Linked DNA regions of Nomascus leucogenys: region 2 is linked to region 1. The links are chromatin contacts, called in public Hi-C maps. All regions are on one chromosome and are shown on one strand. The core of a region is the stretch at or near the end of the contact, and the rest is flanking DNA. Distances in the headings are between cores, read along the strand shown.

The links. Hi-C and Micro-C count contacts between places; a contact is called where the count stands out from the background.
Region 2: a Hi-C map of an unstated tissue shows a contact between it and region 1, with 3 times the contacts expected there. The contact joins the promoter of MORN1 here to the promoter of LOC115833043 in region 1. A contact is called at or near these places in 3 of 4 Hi-C or Micro-C datasets (a lymphoblastoid cell line and an unstated tissue).

Annotation. Positions count from the first base shown.
Region 1 is chr24:3,199,579-3,202,278 of Asia_NLE_v1, forward strand. LOC115833043 reads right to left here and starts at 1,451. Exons shown (of 1, transcript XM_030805764.1): 1 at 1-1,451. The coding sequence starts at 589. All of the region lies in intron 16 of PRKCZ (protein kinase C zeta type), which reads left to right.
Region 2 is chr24:3,407,198-3,409,897 of Asia_NLE_v1, forward strand. MORN1 (MORN repeat-containing protein 1) reads right to left here and starts at 1,350. Exons shown (of 14, transcript XM_030805374.1): 1 at 1,056-1,350. The coding sequence starts at 1,131. RER1 (protein RER1) reads left to right here and starts at 1,368. Exons shown (of 7, transcript XM_030805382.1): 1 at 1,368-1,557.

The DNA.
Region 1 (2,700 bases), core at 201-2,700:
ATCTTGTGTCCCCACAACCCTGCTGTGCGCATACCACAGGTGGGCCGTTCTGCCTAAGGGGACAGCCCTGGCCCCTCCTCAGGCTCCTCCCCAGCACTGTCTCCTCCACCCAGTGGACTGGCCGTGGATGCTGCCTGTGGCCCAGCTTTGAGACGGCCACAGCCCTGACGTGTCCAGCCTTACGTGGAAGGATTTGTCTGTTTTGTGGCGTCCTAGTAGATGCCACATTAGTAGATGCTACGTTAGTAGATGCCATGTTAGTAGAATGGATGTGGGCATTTCTTTGTAAGTTCCCAAAAGCCTGTGAGGGTTTTTTCCATGATTCCGTTCCCAGTTTGGCTTTTGTTGTTGTTGTGGCTGTTCTTGACCACCCTGGGCCCCGCAGTGGAGAATGGGGGGTGAGCCCAGGAGCCTCGAGCAAAGGCCCAGCCCCTCCTGCCGTGCATTTTCCTGCCAAGCAGCACCTGAGATTCCGAAGCTGATGCCTATACAGGCAGAAACCCGTCAATTCCAGCTTGCACGACTGGAGGGTCCTGAGAATGGGAGTCCCTGTGGTGCCATCATGGGCAGGGTGCATCTGTTTGGGCATGCTGCCCCCCAGCCGGCGGGGCACTGGGGACAGGCACGGCCACACTGGGGGCGTTTCTGGTCTTGGGAGCCTTCTTGGCTCTTCTGGAGGGAAGGCGGCTGCTGGGTGCCCTGTGATACGCCTGTGAGCTGTGCTGTTCGGCTTGGTCTGCAGGGGCTGGGGGCCTCGGAGGGTGGCTGGGGGGCCGCATTTCTTTTCACCAGCTGCACCCACCCGGCCCTATCCTGGCTGGCACTGAAGGGAGCAGGGCAATGTGACATCCTCCCCTCAAGCCTGGTGAATGGTGGCTCCACGAGGCTGGGGTCAGTGGGTGCCTGTTGTGACAGCTGGATCTCAGTCTTGGCACAGGAGCACACACCTAAGGGGTGGGCCAGTGAATGAGTGTGTGAGGGTGGGCTAGAGAACAAGCAAGGGAATGAGAAAGGGAAAGTGGGTTAGAGAGTGAGCCAGTGAATGAGTGAGCAGGAGTGGGTTAGAGAGCGAGGGAGTGAGTGAATGAGTGGGCTACAGAGGGCCGGGCGTGGTGGCTCATGCCTGTAATCCCAGCACTTTGGGAGGCCAAGGCGGGCGGATCACGAGGTCAGGAGATCGAGACCATCCTGGCTAACACGGTGAAACCCCGTCTCTACTAAAAATAAAAAAACAATGAGCCAGGCGTCGTGGTGGATGCCTGTAGTCCCAGCTACTCGGAAGGCTGAGGTGGGAGAATGGTGTGAACCTGGGAGGTGGAGCTTGCAGTGAGCTGAGATCGCGCCACTGCACTTCAGCCTGGGAGACAGAGCCAGTCTCTGTCTCAAAACAAAAAACAAAATTAGCTGGGCAGGGTGGTGTGTGCCTGTAGTCCCAGCTACTCAGGAGACTGAGGCAGGAGAATAGCTTGAACCAGGGAGTCAGAGGTTGCAGTGAGCCGAGATCGCGCCACTGCACTCCAGCCTGGGCAACAGAGCGAGACTCCGTCTCAAAAAAAAAGTGGGCTAGAGAGTGAGTGAGTGAATGAGTGAATGGGAGTGGGTTAGCGAGGGAGAGAGGGTGAATGGGAGTTGGATAGAGAGGGAGCGAGAGGGTGAATGGGAGTGGGTTAGAGTGAGGGAGCGAGAGGGTGAATGGGAGTGGGTTAGAGAGTGAGGGAGTGAGAAGGTAAATGGAGTGGGACAGAGATTGAGGGAGTGAGAGGGCGAATGGGAGTGGGATAGAGAGTGACGGAGTGATGGCCGGGCGCGGTGGCTCACGCTTGTAATCCCAGCACTTTGGGAGGCCGAGGTGGGCGGATCATGAGGTCAGGAGATCGAGACCACGGTGAAACCCCGTCTCTACTAAAAATACAAAAAAATTAGCCGGGCGTGGTGGTGGGCGCATGTAGTCCCAGCTACTCAAAGAGAGGCTGAGGCAGGAGAATGGCGTGAACCCAGGAGGCGGAGCTTGCAGTGAGCCGAGATTGCGCCACTGCACTCCAGCCTGGGCGACAGAGTGAGACTCCGTCTCAAAAATAAAAAAAAAAAGAGAGTGAGGGAATGAGAGGGTGAATGGAGTGGGATAGAGAGTGAGGGAGTGAGAGGGTGAATGGGAGTGGGAGTGGGATAGAGAGTGAGGGAGGGAGAGGGCGAATGGGAGTGGGATAGAGGGAGTGAGGGTAAATGGAGTGGGATAGAGAGTGAGGGGGTGAGAGGGTGAATGGGAGTGGGATAGAGAGTGAGGGAGCGAGAGGGCGAAATGGGAGTGGGATAGAGAGGGAGTGAGAGGGCAAATGGAGTGGGATAGAGTGAGGGAGTGAGAGGGTGAATGGGAGTGGGATAGAGAGTGAGGGAGAGAGAGGGCGAATGGGAGTGGGATAGAGAGGGAGTGAGAGGGCGAATTGGGAGTGGGATAGAGAGGGAGTGAGAGGGTAAATGGAGTGGGATAGAGAGTGAGGGAGTGAGAGGGGGAATGGGAGTGGGATAGAGGGAGTGTGAGGGTGAATGGGAGTGGGATAGAGTGAGGGAGTGAGAGGGGAAATGGGAGTGGGATAGAGAGGGAGTGAGAGGGTAAATGGAGTGGGATAGAGAGAGGGAGTGAGGGGGAATGGGAGTGGGATAGAGTGAGGGAGTGAGGGTAAATGGAGTGGGATAGAGAGT
Region 2 (2,700 bases), core at 100-2,599, 210 kb after region 1:
ATCCCCTGCTGTGGCCCTTCAGTGGCCTCCTATCCCTGGGGAGAAAATCCACACTCATACCCAAGGACGGCCTGACCGGCTTCATCTCTTCCTAGTTGCTGGATGTGCCACCCGCCAATTCCCGCAGTTCCTGGAATGGGCAGGGCTCCCTCCCCACCAGTTCCCCAGGCACATCTTGGGGGCAGAGTTTACGGGAAAATGTCGGGGAGGAGGGCAGGGGGTTACCACAGGCTACTGTTATCTGTCCCAAATCAGGGTCAGGTTCTACCTGAAGATACTAGTGTTAGTTCTGAGTTCATTCCAGACCCGTTTATTTGATTCTAAAAACAGTGCCTATCAAAACCTGATCTTTTTTTTTTTTTTTGAGACTGAGTCTTACTCTGTCGCCCAGGCTGGGGTGCAGTAGCGCGATCTCGGCTCACTGCAACCTCCACTTCCTGGGTTCAAGCGATTCTCCTGCCTCAGCCTCCCGAGTAGCCGGAACTACAGAAGGCACCACGCCCGGCCAATTTTTGTATTTTTTTAGTAGAGACGGGGTTTCGCCATGTTGGCCACACTGGTCTCGAACTCCTGACCTCAGGCGATCCACCCGCCTCGGCCTCCCAAAGTGCTGGGAGTACAGGCAAAAACTGCTTTTGAAACGCGTCCTAGCGTTTCTGGACCGCACCGGCCAGGAAGTCAGGAGGCTTGGTGCTGCTCCTGCGCCTGCCCTCGCCCCACGTCCTGGGCTTCGGGATCCCCATGGCAACCCCAGGTCCGGCTGGCTGTGAGGCTGCGCCGGAACCCGGTCTTCCCTGCTGGAGCCCGCGGGGGCGACCCCCTGCAGGGCTTGGCCTGCTGCGGGAGGAGGGCTCGGGGAAAGGTGCGAGCCGGGCCCGAGGAGGCGCACGGCGAGTCCTGTGGGAGTGGGGGATGTGAGGGCGGCCCTGGCTCCGCCGCGGCACCTGGACCTCTACTTTCAGAGGTGAGCATTTGGGGGTCGAAGGCGTAGAGCGATCGCACCCCGAACGGAACCCAGGGCTGCCGGCGACCTGCCCGGGGCCCGCAGTCGTTACCGTCCCGGGGCGGCCGCCTCGGTGGGTCCCGGCGCGGCCCGCGGGAGCTCGGGGTGCCCTCGCCAGCCGCCGCCATCTTGCCGCCGGGGGTTCCCTTAGCGACCAGCAACGCCCGCTTCCATTGGTCTTTGTCGCAAGGGGGGTGTGTGGCCACGGGCCTAGTCCCTGAGCCCGCGCAATCTCTGGAGCGAAGCTAGCCGGGCCCGGGGCCAGAGGACGCAGCTGCGCCTGTGCGCGTTTCCGCCGCTGTCGTCTCTTCCGCCGAGAGGCCCGCCCGCCAACGGCCTGCGCGTCTGCGCAGGAAGCGGAAATGGTTGGAGCCCTTGGCCCCGCCCTCGCGCCATCTTGGGGGCCCTGGAGGCGGTGCCGCGGAGGACGGAGCGGAAGTGCTCGCTGCAGCTTCCCGGAGCCGGAGCGCAGCGCCTGCGGCCGCCCCTGCCCCGCCGTCCTCCTTCCCGCGGCCGTCAGGGAGACCGCGGCTCGGCCGTAGCGGAGCTGCGAGGTGCCAGGAAGGGCTGCGTGGCGCGGGAACGGCCGGGCAGCGCCGCCTCCGCTCCTTCCGGGCTGTCAAGGCCGCGGGCGGGCGGGGCCGCGCTGAGGGCCGGGCGGGGAGGGCCGTCGGGGCCCGGGTGGCCGCGGGGACCGTGTTCCTGACCCGCGGCCCTGAGGGGTACGGGTCGCGCCTCGGGGCCGGGCCCGGGACGGGGTGTTGGGGGGTGCGGTGGAGAGGGGCCTGGAGGTGCCGGCCGAGCCCTGGGGCCTGCGAGGGTCGGGGGAGCGGGAGAGGGGCCGGGCGGGGGCTGCAGCCCTCGAGCCACCTGGGCCGCGTCTCGTCCGCTTCCCCTGCTGGGCATCTGGGGGAAGCGAGCAGTCGCCGCCCCCACAGCGCTGCGAGTTGGGCTGTATTCGAGAGTAATGTGCCCTCTCCCCATCCTGCGTCCAGGTCAGCGCTTATCTGTAGGATTTAGTGTTAAGCTCTGGGGTGAAGGCGTTACTGACGGGCTGAAGGGAAACTAGTTACATCGGTTTTGATCGTATTCTAAATAGGCAATAAAATCATAAATTCTCCAGGCTGACTTAGTACTGGTCTGTGGCCCCACTGATAAAGTTATCGTTCGTTTCTCTGCCAGGTGTCTTACAGCACAGAGGGCTGCTTTCAGCCTAAGTACCTTCAGTGGGCTTTCGCCCTTTTCCCTTTATGAAGAGTAGAGACTGGCCGCTAGTCTTGGAAGCACTTTATTTTTAGTTGAGTTGACATTTCCCAGGAAGATGCAGTTATCCCCGTAAGTGGATAAAGGGTTCTTAGTAATTCAGACTCTCACATGGCTTCTGCCGTATGCCTGAGGTGACGGCGACGGCGGTTACAGTGTGTCAGAGCCAGGTGGAGATGTAAGATGGTCAGGCCCAGAGGAGGGAGGAGCCCAGGCTGGAATGTGGTCTTGGGAAGAAGGAAGAGACGGGGTCTGGGAGGGCATTTCAGAGGACTGAACAACACCAGAGGCGTGAAGCTTGGTGCACGGCAGCCGGGGGCTTTCTTAGTCCCGGAGGAATTGGGGATGGGGACGTGAAGAGAAAGGTGGGAGCCAGACTGTCAGTGCTCCCGAACGCCAGGCCGAGGACTTCATCCCAGACTTCAGTGCTCCCG